Linked DNA regions of Oryctolagus cuniculus: region 1 is linked to region 2. Evidence: chromatin contacts called from public Hi-C data. All regions are on one chromosome and are shown on one strand. Each heading gives the region's core, a stretch centred on a gene start, on an enhancer-like site or on the middle of the called end of the contact. The rest is flanking DNA. Distances are from core to core; before and after follow the strand shown.

Evidence for each region. Hi-C and Micro-C count contacts between places; a contact is called where the count stands out from the background.
Region 1: a contact with region 2 is called in a Hi-C map of embryonic fibroblasts, with 4 times the contacts expected there. The contact joins the promoter of MTRF1 here to the promoter of WBP4 in region 2. A contact is called at or near these places in 4 of 6 Hi-C or Micro-C datasets (embryonic fibroblasts, psoas muscle, skin fibroblasts and 1 more).

What each region holds. Positions count from the first base shown.
Region 1 is chr9:60,446,658-60,452,142 of mOryCun1.1, forward strand. It overlaps MTRF1 (mitochondrial translation release factor 1), which reads right to left and starts at 4,096. Exons shown (of 11, transcript XM_017343503.3): 1 at 3,955-4,096; 2 at 1,392-1,550.
Region 2 is chr9:60,307,061-60,312,458 of mOryCun1.1, forward strand. It overlaps WBP4 (WW domain binding protein 4), which reads left to right and starts at 4,047. Exons shown (of 10, transcript XM_008260030.4): 1 at 4,047-4,481. The coding sequence starts at 4,480. It overlaps ELF1 (E74 like ETS transcription factor 1), which reads right to left and starts at 3,803. Exons shown (of 9, transcript XM_070048741.1): 1 at 3,665-3,803. TRNAE-UUC (transfer RNA glutamic acid (anticodon UUC)) reads right to left here and starts at 3,634; the gene lies at 3,563-3,634.

The DNA.
Region 1 (5,485 bases), core at 2,846-5,345, 140 kb after region 2:
TAAAAAACTAAAAAGGAACATATCAAATGTTAAATTGCTCTCTAGCAATGGGATACCTTTTGTCTACTTCATATTTTTCAACTTTCCCAAATCTACAGAGATAGCATGTATTACCTTTTTTTAAGATCTATTTTATTTATTTGAAAGAGAGTTACAGAGGGAAGTAGAGACACAGAGACATCTTCCATCTGCTGGTTCACTTCCCACATGGCCACAACAGCTGGAGCTGAGCCAATCTGAAGCCAGGAGCTCCTTCTGGGTCCCAACATGGGCACAGAGTCCAAGTACTTGGGCCATCCTCCACTGCTTTCCCAAGCACATTAGCAGGGAGCCGAATCAGAAGTGGAGCAGCCAGGACTCGAACTGGCACCCATATGGGATGCCGGCACTGTAGGCCAGGGCTGTAACCTGCTGCATCACAGCACCAGTCCCAGCACATATTGCTTTCATAAAAAGAATTAAAAAGGTACTTTAAAAATTACAGGCTAGGCAGTATTGGTTGTGTGCGATAATGTAATAATTATCTGTTCTCTTCCCTTTCAACAGAAATAATCAAGAGCTAACAAAAGCACACAATAGTTTTATTGATAAATGGAAAAAAAAAAGGTGTTCTAGGAAAAATACATTGTCCCTAAAATCCTGCAGTTCAAGTTGAAACAAGGGTCAAAATTTATTAGAATCAACCTTTACTGTCTCCGATCTTCCTATTATGCAAGGAGATACACTCATATATTAGTTCATTTGATCCCTAAATCTGCTGGGTATTATCATTCAGAATGATCTCTATAATATCCAAAGTTTTCAAGGTTCTACTGACAGATTAAACATACTGAATCACATTTGCAAACGGTCTGTGGAAGAAAGCATCAAAGCCCAGCAGCTACAAATGTTAACGCACCAGCAAAAGTTTCTTTGTTCTTTACAATTAGACTCAAGCTCATCATGGAAAGTGTATCCATTTGAGAGCTGACAGAACAAAGGGATGCAAACTGATTTTTGTTACAATACTTCTAGATAAGATTTCCATCTTGGGAACAGCGGTATAACTTTTCAAGGTCATGAACACCAACATTTAGAAACAAAACAAGACGTTTATTCTCTAGAGTTATCTATATCTGAGAACACCAAAAACTTTCCATCATCCATCACAGTACCAGTATTACCCTGATATTTTAGGAACAATTCTCATCGTGGCTACGTCTGAAGCGACGCTAAGCCGGCGCACCAGCCGCACGTGCAATTCATTCTATAACTCAGTATATATGGAGCGATTACACAAGGAAGCAACACGGCAGTGGAGGGCAAATGGGTAAAGAAAAAAAGTCCTCTTCAGATCAGGAAAGAATTGTAAGTACCTAAGAAAAAGAAGAAAGGAGGTTAGCTTTCCTTACTGAGGTCGGAACCTTCCGTGGCACCCAAACATTGCAGCCCGAGACGCTCTAGGTCACTGTCACTTCCTGATCCACTACTTCCGGATTACCACTTGCTTCCGGCTCCTCACCCGTCCCGACCTTTCTCCTGAGTAGTTGCGGGTGTGCCATTGCGATGCGCTAAAATGAGAAAAATGATAAGGAGAGAAAGAAATTTTTGTGAGACTGCCACCTGCCATATTTTCCAGAGCGGGAGCCCAGGGTATGAGTTGAGATGGTGGGAGGGACAGAGGGACCTAGAAAGGAATAAACCACAACTCCTTGTAATTCTTACCAAGGAATCCTGGGAGTTGTAGTTTATCCTGCCACAGGCACCCTCATCGCCACTCCCACCTGAACCAAAGGTGGAGTTTTGGTTTTCACAGTCACAGGTAAACTAAGAAGGTGCATTTCCTTGGATCTGATTAAGAGATCAAGATTTACAACACACGAGTATTATGGATAAAATTACTAGACTTCCTTTCTATATTAGGAACCCCTAAAGCAGTGTTTTTTTTTTTTTTTAATTAATTTATTTATTTGAAAGGCAGAGTTACAGAGGCAGAGGCAGAGAGAGAGGTCTTCCATTCACTGGTTCACTCCCTAAGTGGCCACAAGGGCCAGAGCTGAGCTTATCTGAAGCCAGGAGCTTCTTCCAGGTCTCCCACATGGGTGCAGGGCCATCTTGTACTGCTTTCCCAGGCCATAGCAGAGAGCTGGATCAGAAGAGAAGCAGCCAGGACTCGAAATGGTGCCTATATGGGGTGCTGGCACTGCAGGTGGCGGCTTTACCCACTACCAGCCCCTAAAGCAGCGGCTTTTAAAAATGAGAACCCCCTTTCCATCATACCAGAATTCAGGAGATTATGGTAACTGCTTGTAGTTTCAGCTTCCATTGCTTGAGAAACTAATGAACAAGAGAGACTATAAAGCGGTATGGAGGGGCTAGCGCTGTGGCATAGTAGGCTAATCCTCTGTCTGCTGCAGGACATGCCATTTGGCTACCAGTTCCTGTCCCTGCTGCTCAACTTACTTTCTCTGCTCTGGCCTGGGAAAGCAGAAGAAGAGGGCCCAAGTGCTGCGGTCCCTGAACCCACGTGGGTGACCTGGGGTAAGCTCCTGGCTCCAGATGGGCCCAGCCCCGCTCCTTGGCCATTTGGGAAGAGAATCAGCTGATGGAAAACTTTTCTCTCTGTCTCTCCCTCTCTCTATCTGTAACACTACTTCTCAAATAAATAAATAAAATCCTTAAAAATAAATAAAGGCCATAATAGAACGCAAAAATAAGTTAGTGGTTCTATAGGTAATATTGCATGCATATGTGAAATTTATAGGTTGTAAGCCCCCGTTTAAATAGTTTAAAAGCCATTCAATCACAGGAAAATGCAGATATATTGCCTTACTTTGAATATTCCAGTGTAATATTGGTTATCACATTTACAAGTCATTTGTTCTCTTTGCTTTCTGCCTAAAAAGCAAAGGCAAAAATACCCCAAGGGGAGGTTAAGGCTTCCATCCAGTTTCCTGCTAATGTATCTTGGGGGGCAGGAAATGATGGCTTAAGTGCTTGGGCCCCCAACACCCACATGGGAGACCTGAATGGAGTTAGTAAAATAAAACTCTAACAAAAACTTTAAAAGTATAACCCATATTACTGACTTAAAATATTTTCTTGAACAAGTTTTATTTATTTATTTATTTTTATTTGACAGAGTTAGACAATGAGAGAGACAGAGAGAAAGGTCTTCTTTTTTCTGTTGGTTCACCCAAATGGCCACTACAGTTGGCGCTGCGCCGATCCAAAGCCAGGAGCCAGGTGCTTCTCCTGGTCTCCCATGCGGGAGCAGGGGCCCAAGCACTTGGGCCATCCTCCACTGTACTCCCAGGTCACAGCAGAGATCTGGACTTGAAGAGGAGCAACCGGGACTAGAACCTGGTGCCCATATGGGATGCTGGCGCCGCAGGCAGAGGATTAACCAAGTAAGCCATGGTGCCGGCCCCAAATAAGTGTTTTCTTAAGTTATGATCATATACTTAATAGGAGAATTAGCCATAAACACGAAATAATACCTAACATTTATGAGTATTACCTAGTCAAGGTATCGGCTATCTGCTTTGTAGTAGATAATATTCTAAATTACTTAATTTTTAAAATTTATTTCATTGATTTGAAAGGCAGAGTCACAGCGAGGCAGAAGCAGAGAGAGAGCGAGAGAGAGAGAGAGAGAGAGCTACCATTCACTGGTCCACTCCCCAAATGGCCACAAGGGTCAGAGCTGGGCCAATCCAAGGCCAGGAGCTTCTTCTGGGTCTCCTGTGCAAGTGCAGGGACCCATACACTTGGGCCATCTTCTACTGCTTTCCCAGGCCATAGCAGAGAGCTGGATCAGAATAGGAACAGCTGAAACTAGAACCGGCACCCATACAGGATGCTGACACTGCAGGTAGTAGCTTTACCCACTGTGCCATAGCACCGGTTCCAATTACTTAATTCTAGTAATTCATTTAATTCTCATGCCCTCAACCCCTCCCCCTAAATGCTTACTTTTGCAGAGGAGAGGAGAAAAAGGCATGGAGAACTTAAGTAATTTGTCCAAAGTAGAAGACTTAGTAAGTACTGGAGCACAGATGCAAGCCAGGCAATCTATCTCGGTGATCTATGGCTCTTGAGCTTGCTGCAGTGGTCCCTCCCCTTAAAAGAAGAAAAGAAAACTTTCAATTATTCATTCACTGTCATATGAAACACCAGTTATGTGCTATTGAGTGCTCAAGGTATGAGGATTTGGCATTGAACAGAAAAGACAAAAATCTTTGATCACATGGAACCCCTGTTCCAGAAGGGAACAATTCCAAAGAGTCCATGTAGGAGGCTACTTCAAAAAGTTTGTCTAGAATTAAAAATAAGTTTAACCACTGGCATTGTGGTGTAATGGGTTAAGCTGCCACCTGTGGTGCCAGCATCCCACATAGGTGCCAGTTCAAGTCCCAGATGCTCCATTTCTTTTTTCTTTTTTTTTTTTTTTTTTTGACAGGCAGAGTGGACAGTGAGAGAGAGAGACAGAGAGAAAGGTCTTCCTTTGCCGTTGGTTCACCCTCCAATGGCCGCCGCTGCAGCCGGCGCACCGCGCTGATCCTGGCAGGAGCCAGGAGCCAGGTGCTTTTCCTGGTCTCCCATGGGGTGCAGGGCCCAAGCACCTGGACCATCCTCCACTGCACTCCCTGGCCATAGCAGAGAGCTGGCCTGGAAGAGGGGCAACCGGGACAGAATCCGGCGCCCCAACCGGGACTAGAACCCGGTGTGCCGGCGCCGCAAGGTGGAGGATTAGCCTATTGAGCCACGGCGCCGGCCTTCTTTTTTCTTTTTTAATTAATTTATTTATTTGAGAGACAGAGTTACAGAGACAGAGAGAGGGAGAGACAGAGAGAGGTCTTCCATCCACTGGTTCACTCGCCAAATGGCTGCAACGGCCAGAGCTAAGCCAATTTGGAGCCAGGAGATTCTTCTGGGTCTCCCACGTGGTGCAGGAGCTCAAGCACTTGGGCAATCTTCCATTGCTTTCCCAGGCCATAAGCAAAGAGCTGGATAGGAAGAGGAGCAGTCGGGACACAAACCGGTGTTTATATGGGATGCTGGTGCCGCAGGCTCCTCTTCTGATCTAGATCCCTGCTAATGTGCCTGAGAAAGCAGCAGAAGATGGCCCGAATACTTGGTCCCCTGCCACCCATGTGTGAAATTCAGATGAAGCTGCTGGTTCCTGTCTTCAGCCTGACTCAGGCCTGGCCATTGCTGCCATCTGAATAGTGAACAAGCAGATAAAGGGTTTCTCTCTCTCTCTCTCTAGCTCTGATTTTTCAAATAAATAGATCTTAAAAAAAAAAAAAAGGTTAAATGAGGTCATAAGCATAGGGCTGACCCATAGGATTAGTACCTTGCCAGGACCATAACCTTTGACCCACCAGCCTCAAAAGCTGTAAGTAATAAATTCCTGTTGTTTAAGCCTCCCAATCTAAAGTATTTTGTTATTTTAGCCTGAGCAGATTAAAACACATTTGTAAAAATTTATTGAGATATATAT
Region 2 (5,398 bases), core at 2,797-5,296:
TCTAAGTTACTTAGCTTAACCCAAAATGCAAAGATTTACCTGTTTTGGACATCTCATATAAACGTGGTCTTTTATGCTCAGCTTCTTTCACTTAAGGTAATGTTCCTGAGTTTCATCCACATTGTAGTGTATTTCAGTATTTCATTTATTTTTATTGCCAAATAATAGTCCATTAACAGAAAAACCACATTTTATTTATTCAGTTACGAATCGATAGAAATTTGGTTGTTTCCAGATTTTGCCTATGAACAACGCTGCTATAAAAATTTGTATACAAATTTTGGTGCAGGTCCATATTTTCATTTCTCCTAGGTATATACTTAGCAATGGAAATGTTGGTCATATGGTAGGAACTTCCAAACTGTTTTCCAAAAGCAACTGTACCATTCAACATTTCTACCAGCTACATATAAGGGTCCAATTTCTTCACTATTGTTTGAACCCCATACAACAAGAACAATCCCATTACAGGAAGGAGTCACTAAAAAGTTCACAGAAAATGCACATTATGTATGAATTCCAAAATTTCTGTACCAAAATAAACTTACATTTCCATTAAAATTCCATTTTTCTACAAACTCTTTTGAGGTATCCTTGTAGAATATCCTTATCTTCATGGAACTTACATTCTAATATAACATGACAAGAAATAAAAACAAACAGGGTAATTTCAGAGAGTAAGGAAATGAAAAAATTGGGTAAAATAACCAGAAAGTAACCAAAGACAGAGTTTTCAGCTTGGGTGGTCAGTAAAGACTCGAGATGTTAAAAGTTGGAAGGGGAATAGAACAGGTAGATGAAACAGCAAGGAATAAAACTCTAAAACAGGAGTAAGCCTGGCATATTCAAAGTGCACAAAAGGAAGCCAGTGTCCCTAAAGTATAATAAACAGAATGGGTAGGAGATGAAGCAAGAAGAGGCCCACATAACATTGAGCCTCAAGGACCTTGGTAAAGTATAGATTTTAGCTCAAAATACCACAATCATTTAAATTAACACAGGTGTTCATCTCTACTAACATTTACTGAGTTTTCACATATCTCTGATTACACCTAGCAAATATTAAAAAGGTAAATATATTTAATTCGACTAATCACTACTCCGTGGTCCAAGAAAGCACCAAAAACATGACTTCCAATGTTGTTTTGGTGACAAGGCGAAAGTGTGTGTGTGTGTGTGTGTGTTTGAATCCTCACAAATTTATGACCTAGTCTTCCCCCATGTTAGGAACACAAGTATATCTTACTGAGAGTAATGAGCAGCACTGTATTACAATATAACAAAATTTTCAGTAAAAGAAGCCAGTAAGAATACAGTTACAGATCATTCTCATAATTTAAACCTAGACCTCATTCTTATAAACTGAATTCCAATTAACTAACTGTTTTTCTCCATTCTATTCATTAAAAGTGAACATTTAACTCCTAAACATAAAATCTATGGGCACAGAATATATTTCTACATTGTTTGAGTCTTTTAAAACAACATTTTTTCACATCTTCTATACTTGGGTTTTTCAAACAGGGAAAAAAGTGTTTTTAAAACCCTAGTAATATAAAAGGTCCCTGTTACCTAGTCAAAACTTACCAAGTTAAAAGTCCTTCCTACTTTCCCCAGCTGATCCTCCAGGCGCCCAGTGCTCCTGCCAAACCAGAATGCTCACCAGCCTCCCGCACTTGTACCCCCCCCCCACTTCAGATTTGTGATTCACATTCCCCAACAAGAGAAATCCAACCAGTTCTTCAAGGTCCAGAGCAAAACCATCATCTCTGTACTCCAGGAGCGCTAACCACTAGCAGACACTGTCCTACCATATTCTACTTGGTAAACGATTAGATGATCAGTTTACCCATACCCTACCACCATTTGTAATTACTGGATGCAGAGTTTAATATAGCACCCATTTTAGCACCATTTGGGACAGTATAATACTAGGTGATTACAAAACACAAGGTCAAAAGTTAAGACCTCTGTGGAGACAATAAAGGCAGAGACGTCTTCCCTTTCAATCTAATACTTCAGTAACTTGTTCTTCCTAGTAACATAGTGCTGCTCCTTATTGAAATGAAACTTTTACACTTTCATTACTTTCCATGATTTGCCCAACGATTCTAGCCACTCTGAGGTCTGTAATACCTTATCAAGAATTGTAGCTCTTCCTAAAGCCAGAGGGCAGAGAAGGTGAAAGATCTGCACAAGGTCACACAGCTAATCACCAGTCTCAAGATATGATTCCTTCCAGTATTCTATGCACTACCCACTAACGTGAAGAACCCAACATCAGTTAACTTCAAAAGCAGATGGCAGTGCCTGGCGTGTTAAGGGCTCGAATGTTTGCATCAACAGCATTTAAAATAGTAATTAATTTCTCATTACACAAATCGCATTCACGGACGATCTTCAAACCTATTACGCAGTTAAATCTACAAAACAGTCGGAACACATACTAACCACTGAAACTTCTGCTCTTAATAATGGCACCGCTCAGAAGCCCATCCGCAAGAGTCACTTTTTCCTTCTTCATTTGTCCCCAGGGGCCCGACAGACTAAACATTATAGCTGACCCTATTTTTCTAATTTCAACTGCATTTAAGATAACGCTTTTGTTTCATTTACGGCTCACGCTGCTGACACAGCTGCCCAGTCTTTGTAATAAACACAGGGCTTCTATATTTAAAAACACAGTGCAACTTTGTTGTAACATCCCCTCCCCAGTCTCCGGCCAATTTTCTCTTGCAAGCCCCACCTCCACACCAGGATTTTTTAATTAGCGGCGCTCAAAACGTTGGCCCCTTTGGAAAGTCCATTTTCTTCCTTAAAGACGTCTCATCACAGAGGTATTTGCCTTCCCCGCAGCTCATCGAGTGTTTCTCAAGGGGAGAGGGAAAAACATTGAACAGCCTCCCTTCCCCCAAGGCCTTCTCTAGGGGCGGGGGCACTTCTGAGCCTGTGCCCAGCGCCCGGTGTCAAGTCCAGGGACTCGGCAGGCCCGGCACGGGGTGCCGCGGGCACGCACGCGGCCGGCGGGGGTGCCCGGTGCGCGGGAGCCGCGGGAGGCGCACCGTGGTCGGGAGGGGCTCTCGTCCACACGGAGCCCACGGATGACACCGAGCGCTCCCAGCGAGGGCGCGGGCTGCTCGGGGACTCCCGGGGTAGGGGACGAACACGCCCCGCGCGTCCCGGGACCGATCGGAAGGGGGCGGCCGAGCAGGGTGTGGGCCGAGGGGGCGCCGGGAGGAGATAACGCGGGGCCGAGGTTAATCATCACCTCCCGGGCGTCTGGAAAAATACGGCGACCCGGGGCCGGCGGAGCAGCCCCGGAGAAAGCGAAACTCCCTTCGGATCTAGCAGCCTCAAGAGCCCGAGGCGGGAGAGGGACCCCAAGTGCACTCGTTCCTCCAAGGACCCGCGCTGCCCCCCAGAGTAGTAGCTCAGCTCCCGGCGCAACTAACACAAATTCATCTACACACGGGACAGGAAAACAGCCATTCAAAGTAAAATAAGTCAGTTTCCCAAACAGCTTCTCAAAAGAAAAACCAAAGGGAAAAAAAAAAATTCTACATTCCCATACCGGGAGTCGAACCCGGGCCGCCTGGGTGAAAACCAGGAATCCTAACCGCTAGACCATATGGGAAGTGCTGATGAGGGAACCACCGTAACCCACCTGACAAGCGTAAGCGCCGCCGCTGCCTCTACGCTCACGGCCGCCGTCGCTGCCGCCGCCGCCGCCGCCGCCGCCTCTGCGCCACTCGCGCCGCGGCAGCCGCTGCCCACGCGCAGGAACGAGCCGCCCGGAGCGCGCGGGCGTCGCGGGGGAGGGGCGGGGCTTTCTGCCGCCACGGGAAAGTTCTAAGGCGAACGAAGCCCAAGCCACTCGCGGTCCCACTACCAGCGGTTTCACCTTTCTTTCCTAACTCTGCCAACAGCCCCTAGCCCGCAAGTCCGGGTTGCTCCGCTGGTCAAAGTGCGTGCGGGCTAGTTGGCCAAGTTGAGGGCGGCGACGTCTCTGGGAACAGCTGTTTGCGTGCGGGGCGGAGGCGAGGCGCGAGCTCCTTGGCCACGAGCCAGCGAGCCTAGAAGGAGGGTGGAGAGTCTGGGTCTCAGAGGAGGAGCGAAAGAAAGCGGGGTGGCTCGGGGACCTGAGGCTTGAGAGGCCTGTCCTTCGGCTCAGGTCCCGTCGCGCTTTCGCCCCTTCTGGGTGACCTCAGCCCCTTTATACAGACCCCACCTCTCCGGAGCCGGGAGTACCGCCCCTGTAGGGGGAGGGGAAGAGCAGGCGACTTCGATCGCGGATTGAGTCGTGCGGGCACCCGTAGTTGGGAACCGTGGAACGCCGGTCCCGGGAGAGAAGGGAGGTGTCCTAGCCGGGAGGGAAGCTCGGGTGGGCCTCGCGGCGGGCCGGGGCCCGACTCGCCCCCGCCTGGAAGAGCGCGAGTGTGAGTCGGAGCTGGGGCGACGCGCGGAGCGGCGGGCGCAGTCATGTGAGTTGGCTCTCAGGCCCTGAACAACGGGGCGTTGTTTCTCTGGGAGGCCCTGTCTCCCGCGGGGCTCCCCCGCCCCGCCGCCGCCGCCCTCTCCCGCCCTTCGGCCGGGGGCGTGACAGCGCGCTCTTAACTCGCTCGGGACCGGCCCCAGACCTGCGGGGCTGCTGCTCGGGGCGGGGTAGCCGTGCTGCCCAGGGGGCGTGCGGCCCGGACTGTGGGCCGCGAGGCCGCTGGGGGTGCGACGCCTTGGGGCGTCCGGCTGCGGCGGCGGGGGTCGCGGCCGCCCTTTGGGGGGCACTTGAACCCTAGCATGTCGTGAAGCTTTGCCTCCGCCGCCCTCTGGAAGCGGCCGGCCTTCCTAGCGTCAGGACTTCTTGTCTGCCTCCTTAGGGACCTTGGCTTTTCCAGCTCTCTGGCCCTGAGGCGCGAGAACAAAATGTATTAACTGGCAGTGTCGGAGCCTTCTCCAGGGTAGTTTCATGCTTAGTCCTTAAGATGGAAACAACTGGATTTGAGGCAGACTCTATATAGAGAGTTTCTGCAGGCCTCCCTTACAGCGACCCACCCCCTCCCCCCAAAAAAAAGAGAGGAACAGAAAGGATAAATATTTTTTTTACTTAATAAATGTGAATTTACAAAGTGCAACTTTTGCATTGTTGTGGCTTCCCCCCCAACCTCCCTCCCACCGGCAGCCCTCCCATCTCCCACTCCCTCTCCCATCCCACTCTTCATCAAGTTTCATTTCACTTACCTTTATATACAGAAGATCAACTTAGCATATACTAAGCAAACATTAACAGACTGCACCCACACAACCGCACAAAATAGAGAGTACTGTTCGACTAGTAGTTTTAGGATAAATATTTTTTTTCTCCAAGATGTTCCTGTTTACTCATACCGATGATAGTAACAAA